Linked DNA regions of Sus scrofa: regions 1 and 2 are each linked to region 3. A link is a contact called in public Hi-C data. All regions are on one chromosome and are shown on one strand. The core of a region is the stretch at or near the end of the contact, and the rest is flanking DNA. Distances in the headings are between cores, read along the strand shown. Region 1 holds the start of TSPAN12 (tetraspanin 12). Region 2 overlaps CPED1 (cadherin-like and PC-esterase domain-containing protein 1). Region 3 holds the start of CPED1 (cadherin-like and PC-esterase domain-containing protein 1).

The links. A called contact is a pair of places that touch in the nucleus more often than the background predicts.
Region 1: a contact with region 3 is called in a Hi-C map of skeletal muscle, with 3 times the contacts expected there. The contact joins the promoter of TSPAN12 here to the promoter of CPED1 in region 3. A contact is called at or near these places in 5 of 47 Hi-C or Micro-C datasets (embryonic fibroblasts, heart right ventricle, liver and 1 more) and 1 of 2 datasets of contacts at active chromatin or transcription factors (alveolar macrophages).
Region 2: a Hi-C map of retroperitoneal adipose tissue shows a contact between it and region 3, with 2.5 times the contacts expected there. The contact joins the enhancer-like site here to the promoter of CPED1 in region 3. A contact is called at or near these places in 3 of 5 promoter capture datasets (fetal skeletal muscle, liver and skeletal muscle), 21 of 47 Hi-C or Micro-C datasets (adipocytes, alveolar macrophages, brain and 10 more) and 1 of 2 datasets of contacts at active chromatin or transcription factors (skeletal muscle).

Annotation. Positions count from the first base shown.
Region 1 is chr18:26,045,254-26,049,422 of Sscrofa11.1, reverse strand. It overlaps TSPAN12 (tetraspanin 12), which reads right to left and starts at 2,716. Exons shown (of 9, transcript NM_001244673.1): 1 at 2,647-2,716; 2 at 2,227-2,395; 3 at 1,155-1,290. The coding sequence starts at 1,220.
Region 2 is chr18:25,868,103-25,872,047 of Sscrofa11.1, reverse strand. All of the region lies in intron 5 of CPED1 (cadherin-like and PC-esterase domain-containing protein 1), which reads left to right. Among named protein-coding and RNA genes, the nearest start is that of CPED1, 68 kb to the left of the region's middle. Within about 2 kb of position 2,152, at least 4 of the 83 cell types and tissues checked have an H3K27ac peak or open chromatin away from gene starts, as enhancers often do. A contact at or near this core is called in retroperitoneal adipose tissue, where this site is marked.
Region 3 is chr18:25,935,994-25,940,596 of Sscrofa11.1, reverse strand. CPED1 (cadherin-like and PC-esterase domain-containing protein 1) reads left to right here and starts at 2,674. Exons shown (of 23, transcript XM_021078989.1): 1 at 2,674-2,818; 2 at 4,539-4,603.

The DNA of each region.
Region 1 (4,169 bases), core at 1,467-3,966, 110 kb before region 3:
TTTAATGGGCCCAGTTAAAAATGTACCTTTAGAATTAAAAACTGCAATAAGATCAATTAGGGATTTTACATTTCTAAGTGCTGAATATAACAACTTAATGCTTTCATTTTCACGTTGAAAAAATATATATTGTTTAGATATCTTTCAGATTACTGGCTGAAGTAAGGCTTAATTGGACACCTTAAAATGGAGCCATTCATAAGGAGTTCAACCAAAATGTCATCCTCTAGAGACCACATGTCATAAACCTATAAAAAAAAAAGCTGGTCGATGCCAGCCAGTCAACCAAATAAATAAATCATGCACTGAAAAAATTCTAACAGAATTATTTTGAATATAAATTATTAATAGAACACAAAATTGGTAAAACAAAAATTTATCTGCTTAAGCATGACAGCTTCCTCAAGCAACATTCAAAGTTTTAATTTTTATGGTGTCCTCATAAGTTTTATAAATAACAACGTGATTATTAATAACACTTAATGAACATACATGCCTGAGTGCAAAGCATAAAAAGTCACTAGCTCATAGGGCATAAAGATTTCCATGAGCTTGTTAAATTTTATGTATTTTATTTCCTTAAATGGTTATGGGATTTTCCAAAAGCATACACAAAATTCCTTAAAACTTCGCCAACTTAGAAATAGTTACATAAAACCACCTTTTCAGACTGTATAGAATATCCCAGAAAAATCTACTTAGTCTTTTGATAGGATATCTGGTTATGAATTCCTCCAAAAAAATAGTAAGGCTCCTTGCCCCAACCAAATTTTATAGGATGACGTCAGGAAACAATTTATGGCTTGCACAGTTATCTGAAATTCCTGAAAACAAGTAGTTCCCTAAGTAGTATGTCAAATTTTTCTTATCTACAAGCACAAGCACGTGCATTTATTTATATCCCTAGATTAACTTCAAGTCTAATTTTACTGCCACTAGTATCCAGGGGTGGATTTCTTTTTTCTAATTACGAATGGAACTTGAGCTAGATCAAAGGCATTTAAAGGTCAAAATTTACTTCTCTGAAAAATAGAGGGTGTGAGCCCATGTAATTAATTAATGCTTAGCCATGCCCTTTGGCGCATTATGTGGTGGCTGTAGGAAACCGAGTCCAGCCGTCTCCACCTGTTGGTGCACTGGACTCTCTGACTTACCCAAAAGAGCAGATTGAGTGCGTAGAGCAGGCACCTCAAGCATTTCACCGAATCTTCTCTGGCCATTGTGAGCCCAGGGAGGGAGAAGCCCCATCCTTTCACCACATCCTACCCCCGCGGGCCAAACAGCTACGATCTGCAGAGGGCGGGAGAGAACCGGGGACTTAGCACCGCGCTCCCCACCCCCAGCCCATCCTTCCTCCGCCAGCCAGGGTCTGGTCTGAAGCCTAGTTCATCCGAGATATCCCTTCATCGAAAATCATTTGTTAAAGTTATCATAGTAACCTAAACTCTCCAAAGTTCCAAACCGGCTTCAGATAACACCTGCTGGGAAAAGAAAAGGCTGTCTCCCTGGATGAATGAAGGCGCGCAGTACACTCCGGTTCTCAGGGGACGCGCGGCGGTGTCCTCTGAATTCTGATGAGACGCTCTTTAAAACCTCCCTCAGTCCACGCCCCTCCTCGGGGACAGCTCTGCTCAGAACTGTCCCGAAGTTCTGAAACCACACTACCCCCCAGAGGTGTCACAGAAGCCGCCGGCGACACCAAGGGTGAGAGTGTCCCTCTCATGAGGACAGTTCCCTGGCCCCCCAACTTCGTACCCCCCCCTTCCCTATCCCACAGCTAGAGTTTGAACGCGGGGCACTGGAGCGGGCGCAGCGCTGAGCTGGGATTCCGCCCGACGACTAGGGTTTCTCAGGGAGAACGTGAGAAATGATGTTTCGGCCCCGGAATGATGGATTAGCCGGGGGCGGGGGGGGCGGGGAGGGGCGCAGGGGAATTAGGGCCGGTGCAGCTGTGCAGACGCCGGGTTAGTCATTCACGTCCCCCTCCCCCGGCCCCGGCCCGGGCCGCGACCCCGCGCTCCCAGCCGCCGGAGGAGCACAAAGCCGAGCGCGGTCAGCGGCCCCGCCACCCGGACGCGCGCCCCCGGCAGGGCGCGGAGGGAAGCGCTGGCGGCGCGGAGCCCCACAGCCACAGCCTCTAAGTAGTTTAGCACACAGCGCCGGGGGCAGCCACGGCGGGCTGGCGGGACAGCGGGCAGGAAAGACGAGAGACGCGCGGCTACTCACCGTCGGCGCTGGGCTCCGCGCCCCGATCCCGCCGGGGGACAGTCGGGGACGCACGGCGGGGGCTCATCGGGGCAGGGACGCTCCTCCCGGAGAGCCGCAGGGCTGCATTGGCTCAAACTGGAGACGCTTCCTTCTCTTCCTCTCCCCCCACCGCCGCCGTCGCCGCCTCCTGGGAAAAAAGAAAAAAAAAAAAGAAAAAAAAAGTCCTGGGCAGCAGTTGCTGGAAAGTCTCTGCTAAGCCACCTCCCAGCGCCGCTGTCCCTCCCAAGTCCTCGCCAAGTCCGGACGAGGCAGCGGCGGCAGCCAAGGCCAGCTGCACATACTCTCAGCGCATGCTCGGGCCGCTGGCTGCCGGGGCTGGATCCGAGTGGGTGTTTCTCGTCCCTTCACGCGGCGGGAGCCCCCGAAGGGACGCCTCACCTCCACAGCGACCAGACAGAGATAAAGCCTGGGGACTTTGGAAGAGTCCACGCAGCAAACCCCTTTAAAATGGTGGTGTCAGCGGAGGGGAGGCTGGGTTATAACCGTAGGGAAACAGGCTTTTATTATATGAAAATATTTGTGTTTGCGAAGGGGGGTGAAGGAGTGGCCCAACCCAATTCCTGCAATGAGAAACCAGTTTTCACAACCTTTCTAGAGCCACCTCCTGTGATTTGTCACTAACGTGGTGCCCTATGATCCTTCTTATTGCTTTGTGGCCCTCCCTGATTTTAAAAAAAACAGTTCTTTCCCGCTTCCATGGTGCACTTACAGTATTTACTTACACCCCAGAGTAGACGTGTCGGGATCTGACACTCAGATTAGGAAGAACACGATTAACTCTTTCACAAGTGATCCAAAGTTTCCAAAATTTTCTCCAAAGATTGTGGGGATTTTAACTGGGTGATTTATCTTAAAATGTGCATATAGTAATGGGGTTTGAATTTTTTTTTTAACTAGAAATTCAGGAAGTATTCATAGTAGGAGACTATCCTTCCAAAAGGAACTTCCCTTTTGAAAGTAAGAAGTTTCACATTTAAGGGAGTTCACATTGTGGCTCATTGGAAATGAATGTGACTAGTAACCATGAGGACACAGGTTCAATCCCTGACCTCGCTCAGTGAGTTAAGGATCTGGCATTGCTGTGAGCTGTGGTGTAGGTGACCCCTAGCCTGGGAACTGCCATATGCCGAGGGTGCCATCCTAAAAAGACAAAAAAAAAAAGTTTCACACTTAAAATATGATCAAATTTTGATGTTGTATGCCTCATGATAGTCCACATTCTATTCTTACTTCTGTGTGCATTATGTGGAAAATACAGCTTCACTAACAAATATGAAGTACCTACAGTATAATCAACGTCTTTGAGAAAAGCTAGTAACAGGAGTCCTCCTTAATTTTCCTTACAGGGGAAAAAAGTAAAATGAAGTTGTGTCTAGCATCAGTTGCTGCATGACCAGGGTGACTAAGAGACACACATTTCCATTTCGATAGAAGTGATATTAAGACCAAAAGAGAACATGAGTGTCCTGGCTTAAGGGAGGAAAAGTCTGGTGAGCAAGTTACTAAGCTGTGTGTAAGGCAGCAAGCTCCCAAGAGCACCAAGACAACCATCCAAGAACAATGTCCAGGCATCCATCAGATGACCTAACTCTGGCAACAAAGTATCTTCTGGAGTCTAGAAAAGAGCAAAGAAACCCACCTTTATCCTCAGTTACTGCTCAAATAAAATGTATGCCAGATATAAGCAAAGAGCTGCTGAAACCACCTGCCCTCCGAATGCTGTTGGTGTCTTCTGAGTGACAGAAACATCCTCACGTTGAGGGGAGTCTATGGCTGCTCTTGAAACTGGCCAAGTACAAATCATTCCCAGGATTCTTTTTTTCTTTTTTCTTTTTCTTTCTTTCTTTCTTTTTTTTTTTTTTTCTTTTGTCTTTTTAGGGCTGCACCTGTGGCATATGGAG
Region 2 (3,945 bases), core at 903-3,402, 68 kb after region 3:
AGTTCATCAGCAAGCTGTGCCTCCCACAGCGTTTTTCTCCATCTCTACCAGGACCAGTCTTGTCCAAGTCCACGTGACCTCATACCCGTCCCACTTCTTTCCTTACCCTTGAATAATCCAGTCCGTTATGGAGACGGTGGCCAGAGTGATCTTTTCCTCCGTCCCTTACATCTGAAACAGAAATACAACTCATTGATGAGCCTGCTCACAGCAGTCTGTCTCAGGACTAAACAGTGAGGCCCAGGTAACCAGCTCTCCGATGCTCTGACTTGAGCGAGGGATAGATTTTATCCAGACCAAAAGCCACTCCCCTAAATGTTTCCAAGGGCCTGGAGTGTGACAACAAACATTCATAGCAATTTCAGAAGCTCGAAAGGCCAAAGAGCCTGCACATTTTCAGTATTTGGCTTGCATCAAATTTATAGACTCATTAACATAAGCCACGTGGGCTCCAAGAAGAGAAGAGTTGAAGACACAGGAAGGTACAAGGCAGAACCATGTGGCATCACCCAAATATACCTCGGCCCCTCGGCTAAGTGGCCGTATTGGAAACTTAATGTTCCTTCACCCTTCTCATCCCTGTAAAATTCAGTTACCACTAAGATTCAGATCCCATCTGGTGGCCTGGTCCTTCTTCTCCCACCTCCTTATCCTGTACTTCTCTGGGGTCCTTCCTCTTAGCACGTCTTTGCATTTCTCTAAAACCCTGGGTAACTCCAGCTTCCATTTTCCTCATAACTTTTGATCGCTAAGGACAGTAAAGCGGGGTGGTCTACTAAAACCTTAATCTCTGGAGTTGGGGGAGATTGTCAGCACCCCTTTGCTACTCCTTACTCTCATCTACCAACATCCTGGTCACTCAAAATATATTCAATGTGATTATCATCACCTGGCTTAGCTGCTTCCTTTCCACTACAGACCCGCCAGGGTTTTTGTCGATTTTGGCGTCCATGTGGAGGACAGGTTCACCATCCTTCCCTCTGAGCGCTTTGATCTCATCAAGTCCTTGACCTTCATTTCTCTTCAGTTTCAGGCTCCTACTTGCTCCGTAACTTGCATCACAGATGGCTGCTCTGTTTTTGAGAGTTTAAACTCAATTGCTGCTTTATAATCCCAGTCTTTCTGGCTTTTTCATGCCTTCTGTGCCTCTGAGCCTGGAACCTGAGATGACATTTTCGGTACTCTTATTTCTGTCCCTTTTTCCAAGTCTCTCAGGCATTTTTGATCACAAATTTCTTTTCTACCAAGCATGGACCGCTTAGTCTGCCACTCACAGTATTTCCCCACAAGCATCTGTATTTTTTTCCACACCAGCCCTCAAGCACCAATTAGGAAGAGTCCTACAATCTGACTTCTCTGCTCCTACACAACAAACATTGGAGAAAATCCCCCAAGTTCTCAGTTCTCTTTTCCGAGGATGTCTTCCTCACTTGCTAAAATGGAAAAAATCATACTACTCCTGCAATTGTCAGCTCAACCACCACCACCAACACAACTGGCTGGTGGCCCCCGGAAGCAGCCCCTTCTAACGTCCCTCTAATATACTTATGAAAACACACAAAAAAATTAAGAATTACTCCTAGCACTTACAATAGAGAAAAATCTGGGTGGGATTTCCATGCATTCTAAGGCTGATGGAAGTAAATTGTAGTTCCTAATGCTTTGTTCAACTCATAGGTAGAGAGATCCTTTTCTTCATGAACAGAATGTATTTCCAAAAAAAAAAAAAAAAAGCAAAAAGCCAGCTGAACATGCTGATGGTTTGGATGTGGTTCCTAAGAAAATACCTCCTACCGTTTTAGCCAGCCGTCGATTGGAGTAAACAAGCAATACGTTTAAACCTGACATTCACCTGTAGGTCTCAGAAAAGTCAAGTGGTGAGAAAAGCACACATGCCTCTAAGTCAAGCATATTGTTTTCCAAGTGAGGAAAGTATGAAGAAGAAAATAAATAGTCTGAATTTACCAACCCAGAGATAATTACTAGAAACCTTTTTGTGTATGTATTTCATGTTGAAAATCTAATCTGTTGTTAACGCAGGAGTGTCTTCCAAGTGAAGCCTACCTGATGTGCTGACATATATTCACACTCTCTTTCCACTTTGTATCTATTGCACTTGTAGAGCATCTGTTGTAGCCAAGGCACAGTGTATTTTAGTCGTATGTGTATGTGTTGGTCTCACCACAACAAGGACTGAGACTTGCTGAGGGCAGGCCCTTATTTTTTACTTCTATTTTTCCTCTTTCTCTCGTCTAATATTTTTAAATGAAGGACTGGAGAGAATGCTAATGGAGGGGCTTAGCATTGTGAAAGGGGAGCCTCCCTGATCATCAGAGGGTTTGTCAATGCTTGGATGGATTTATCCATTTCACCACTACAGGCTCAATATTGAGTTGGTACTATGCGGCAGAGAATGGGGCAGAAGTGGAAGATACGCTCCAAGACATAATTACTCATTTTGAGTAATAAGTCATTTGCATATACGACAGAGCTGGAGAACTGTTATCGTATTATACACACAAGGCAGTAAGATATCAATGAATGACATGTGTAATGCCTATTTCCAGGTGACTACTATTGGAGCCAAGAGGCCAATCCCCTTATTGCTGTCTAAAAAGAACACCGTAACACTGTCTCACACTGCTGGTTATCCTCATTCATGCAGGCTGCAGATGGGCAGGTAGTTCTCATTGGCAGCTTGTATTTTTGTACCGTTTCAACTCCCACATCTTTAAGTATTTTTCACCATTTCTTTCGAGGAGAGGCCAAGGACTGATTGCCAGAAGGACGGAATAGGGAGACAATGGTGAGAGGTGTCTCTCTTTACTTATCTGGAAATATTTTAGGACTTCTTATAGATTAGCTTTCTGGGCAGTTTTCTTCATCTTAATGGTTCTGCATTCAGGACAGAGGAAATAAATTCAGTACTTCTTGCTGACTATTGTGCTTTGGCGTTTTTTTCCTCCGCGGATTCTGTGAAAGAAAGTGAGGGTGTCTGAGATGTAGCCAGGAAACCTAAATCAGAAAGAGAGCATTGATCTCGATTGCAGTGGATGTGAAGTGGATTATTTTTCTTTTTTAAGCCCTTAGAAAAATCCTTAAAACCTTAACTTAAAAAATCTCAAAGGCTATTTAACATATGAAATTGAACTTCCTCTTCCACTTTGCCCTTTCTTCCTCTTGGTGACTCCCAGAGGCCATTGCCCAACACCCATTCAACCCCTAGGAAGCCCCTGAGAGTTTAGCCTGGGAATCCGGATAAGGAATTTTAGACTAGAGAGCATGAACAGCAGTCAGTGGGGGTGGATTCTATTTATCAAGCATTGAAGGTCATAGAAATGTTCTCCCCTTTCTTTCCTGTATCCTCTTAAGGTTTTTGACCACCCATGAGAAGGAAAGTAGAAGTCAAATTTTAAAAATGATCAAACATTCATTTTTAAATTCCTTTTACCTCTCCCTTTTATTGTGTCTTTATTATGCAAGTGCGATGCATTCATTACGAAAAGAATAGAAAATACAGACAAGCCGAAAGAAGGAAAAAACGTAAATTTAGCGAAATTATATAATTTTCCACATCTTCCCTGTTCATGAACAATTTTTACAAACTGGAGAACTGTGCAATTCAAATGTGAACAAATCATGGCGTATTTATCAGTGGAAAACTATGACGACATTAAAGATGATGGGGATCTACATTTATTTTTATTTTTAATTTTTATTATTATTATTATTTGTCTTTTTAGGGCCACACCTGGCATATGTAGGTTCCCAAGCTAGGGGTCAAATCGGAGCTATAGCTGCTGGCCTACACCACAGCCACAGCAACGCCAGATCCCAGCCTCAACTGCAACCTACACCGCAGCTCGACTGCGGCAACACTGGATCCTTAACCCGCTCAACAAGGCCAGGGATCGAACCTCATGGATGGATGCTAGTCAGATTCGT
Region 3 (4,603 bases), core at 1,425-3,924:
TGTTTTATTATATCTCAGTCATTTATGGTATTTGTCATAAGTCTTCTGTTTTGCATATTGCTTGGGATGATGTTTTTTGCATGGTAAAGATTCAATATGGAATATATGATTTAAAGGCATCCTGTTGCGTTCAGAGCATATAGGAAAAGTGCCATAGTCAATGTTAAATGAACAGTGATAGAAGCTGGAAAGAGGTCAGACCACCTAGAAAAAAGTTTCTGGGAGGTGGGTGAGTGCCCAGGTGTGGCTGACAGCACCCCTGCAACTTAATTCACGACATCGCCACTAGAATCTATAGCTGGATTTTACACCGTCATGTGTCAGGAGCCTTCCTGAAAGACAAAGGCTTTCCCCTGCAGGAAATCAAGAGGGCCCAGAATCAGATTTCCTCTTCTTATCAGGTTGCAACAGAGAGGAAATCCATGTCAAAAATGTATCCCTACAAGCATAACTTTGGAGCCACATGTGACCTTCGAGATTATCTAGTGATCACTGAAGCCTCTGTTTTACGAGGAAGCTGACACTCAAAGAGATAAATCACTTTCCCCAAATTTCTGATCCGATACTGGAATCTCCTCTGTTACAGATGGTTTTATTTCTCTAGTTTTAAAAAATGAAATAACTTTAAAAGTACCTTTTTTTGGAGTTCCCATTGTAGCTCAGTGGGTTAAGGACCTGATGTTGTTTCCATGAGGATGCAGGTTCAATCCCTGGCCTCTCTCAGTGGGTTGTGGATCAGGCATTGCTGCGAGAGCTTCGGCGTAGGTCGCAGATGCGGCTCCGATCTGGCATTGCTGTGGCTGTGGCACTGCTGTAGCTGTAGCTGCAGCTCAGATTTTATCCCTAGCCTGGGAACTTCCATATGCCGCAGTTATGGCCATAAAAACCAACACAACACAAATGAACAGCTATTAAATAAACCTCCCCCTTCTCCCCCACTTTGTATCAAAACTGAAACAAACATGTGCGACAGAGAATATATTTTGTGTTGGAGAGGTCTGAGGAGGAAGATTGTTCTGTTTTGCACCATGTTGAATTTATAGAACTCTAAAATGCCTGCCACTCCGTTGTCCCTGGCTGATGTGGCTTCACACACCAAGGGCCTGTGTCCCTTACACAGGCCCTTGAATCCTGAGATGATTTAGGGGAAGGGGTACTTTATGAAATTATATGCACTAAAACATTCAGTCTGAAACACTGCTAGAATCCCCGGGTTGATACAGTTCTGCGTGTGTTACCCTCCCACTCCTCTCGCTGAGCCAACTCACTCTTTGCCTTCATCGGTGCCTGTTCTGACATCTCCAGATTAACCCAGGCTCCTACGTCAACTTCCGACACCACAGGGGCATGAATACCTCCCACTGTCATCTCCCACTTCTACTCACTTCCATCCCACTCTCGTTCTCATTCTCCCAAACAAGCTTCGGCCACCCAACCCCGCCTTACAGAATCAAGGGACGAGAACTAAATACTAAATGCTCAGGTTTGCTTTGGAGGCTTCTCCAAGAGGCCCCTCTTCATGCATCTGACCCCAAACCAGGCTGAGTGCACAGCCTCAGGATCAAAACCACAACAGGCATGTGTTCAGCGTGTATTTCTTCCCACAGATGTGCACGGAATGCTCCTCTCATCCAAAATCTGATTCAGTCACACCACCAACGCCTAAAGGCAGGCATTAATAGGCTCATTTCACAAATCACTTGTTTAAAAGCCAGGTGACAGGTGGCAGTGCTATGGGTCTACTCAGACTGGGTTAGCTCTAATGCCAGACGTTATCTATTGACACCCTTAGTCTTATTTGTATCTTATTTCCCACCTCTCCTTTCCACTGTCCCACCCTATCCATTTTCTCACTTCTGCAGATATTCCTTTATTTACCACTTCTCTCCCTGCCTCAGACTCAGTGGTTAAAACAGGGAATTGGGTTTTCCAACCTTTTTGTTTCTAGAATACTAATTTGTCATCTTCTTTCTGATACCGGCTATTTGAAGTCTAGCTATAAAATTACCTATGCTGTTGTCTTTTGCTTCTCCTAGCTCAAAGACAGTATGATTTTAGCATTTGATTCATGCTTTCTCTCATATCCTGTACTCAGCAAATGGATAATGCATAAAAATGACTCTTCAGATTCCCTGGACTCTCAGTTCTCAGACTTTTTGCCTTAATAGAAATGCAATGTCCATTCCTCTCCACCTAGTAAAGAACTTTGTCTCACCTTGGCTCATAGCAACACAAGGACAGTTCTAATTTAGAGATCTCATAATTCCTATCCTCTCTCAAATTACGTTGCATCTACCAAAACTATGTCTTCCAACACTATTGTTTAGCCATTTCCTCTTAAAATTCTCTTGACTTCTGAAGGTCAAATGTCATTTAATTTTTCTCCATTCCTTCATTTGTCATGGGGTTGAGGGCTCTGAATCTATAAAGAAAATAATATTAAATACACTGGAGGGGATGTACGAAAGGGTTTGGCATAAATCTAACTTTAGTGTGGATACCTATTCTCTAAAGCTTTATTTAATCTGTTAAGGTCTCAGTTTTTTCCAAGCAAGGAAGTGTAGATGCCCTTGTCTCTGTAATAGCGAGACACCCCTAGGGGGCGCTCCGTCTCACAAAATACAAGTGACCCAGAGGAGCGTGCCTAAAGGATGGGATCACTTTAGGGGTGTGGCCTCACAAGAGAACCTCAGCTCACAAGAACGAGTTTGGGTCAGAAACAGGTCATAAAACCTATTTAGAAGAGCCTTGAAAGAATGTCTGCTATGAGCATAAGCCAGTCCTGGTTCTCCAGACTGCAAAGCCAAGGCTGGAAGAGGTGAGCAACATGCCTTGTACAGTTTGCCTTTCTCCTTTGCGTTCCCTCACCTGACTCAGCAAGAGTGGATGGAGTTTGCAGACTTGCCCTCCTAGGAGTTCCTTGTGGCAGATTGTATAGCATTAGATTAAGTTGACTTCTGGACAACGCCTTTCTGGTGAGCAAAAGTGACCCAGCGTCTGCTCCAATCCATTCATTAGAGGAGCGAAGTGTCAGGCAATTAGCCTTTGAAAAACTCAGCCTTACTCCAGGAAAGGAGCAATAAGTGATACGAATTAGGTGCCGACCAAAAAAAAAAAAAAAAAAAAAAAGACTTCCGGTAGTATCAATGCAAATTAACAGACTTTCACGTTCTGAGGTCCAGACAGCAGTACGCAGGACTTTCTTATCCCCATAAAAGGGACTTCAATTCCCTAGAGTGGTGATCCTCCCAATTTACGCACAGAGTCTGGCTTCAGTCTCCCTTGTCGACCTTTGTCATCAGTGGATGAAGTGCTATTTGTTTTTCCAGTGCTGTCTTGGGAAAAAGAAATTACAGAAGGGGTCAAACATCAAATACGTATTTAAAATTCTGCAGCCCTGAGTGGGTGGCCGCATTTCAGGGCAAATGAGAAAAGGTTTTTTTCCAGTCTGGGGAAGCCCACCGCTTGGGATCCGGAGCTGACAGCGCGCTCCGGCTGCCCCCGAGGACCAGGAGCCCGGGCCCTAGCCCCGCCCCCTCGCCGGCCCCTGGCTGCACCGCCTGCTGCCCTGCTCCCCGCTGCGTGCGGTCGGCGCGCGCCGCGCGGGTCTGTGTGTCTGTGTGCGTGTGTCCCTGGGTGGGAGATGCATTGGAGTCCTACGGCTGGGTGTTCCTTCCGAGCAGTTTTGCTCAGCAAGCTGTTAGGGGATCATGGAAACTTTTTTCTGGCTAAAAGGATGAAAACTGAGTAAGTACATAGAACTTTGAACTTGGAACGAAACAAATACAAGCAAACCTCTACGGATGGTAACTATGTCCATTCAGACTGTGTGTTCCCTTTTTATGTTAAAAGAAGGCTTACAGGAGAGTGGCAATTTAAAACGGAGTGAGGGGAAGCAGTTAAGAAACATGAAAGGCTGAAAGCAGGACGGCTTTAAAACCGGAGGAAAAATGAGGAACTGTTAAGGCGAGCTGGTCTGCGTCCAGCTGTGCAACAGGCACTTTGGGTTAAACCTCTTGCCATCTCCAATGCTGTTTTTAGGCTCCAGACTTACTTTGCTGTTGTTTCTCTTTTCCTGTGAAGCTTTTACTGTTGAGCTGAAGGATGTGAAAAAATAAGGCATTACCGGAAGCAACAGTTTGGCAGCCAGGGGTAAGCTCAGGTTATTCGTTGCAACTATTATTATTTTGATGTCTTTTTTTAAACCCAAGCCAGCCACTTTTTACTGTCATCCATGGAAGGGCTCTTATTTACCGCCTCAGACTTTTGGGACCTATGATTCTTTGGCATGACGCTTCGGAAAGTTCTTAAGTGGGGGATGGAGCTATCTTGATGTGCTTTAAGTTGTGGAAAAAAGAAGACAGATTTTTATTTTTCATGCTGACAAAAAATAGCTATGACTTTTCCGGCAACGTGGACAGGGGCCAAGTGAAGCTGAACTGGTCATGGTCTGTCGTCCAGTGTTCCTTTGTCGCCGGCGATTTTGCCCGCGGCCCTTCTTGGTGGGCTTGGTGGTGGCAGTCTGTCTCTTCTACCAGACCCTGACGCTCCGGGGATCCAGGAAGCTCACAGCCACTGTCCCTGCGGCTGCTCCAAACACACC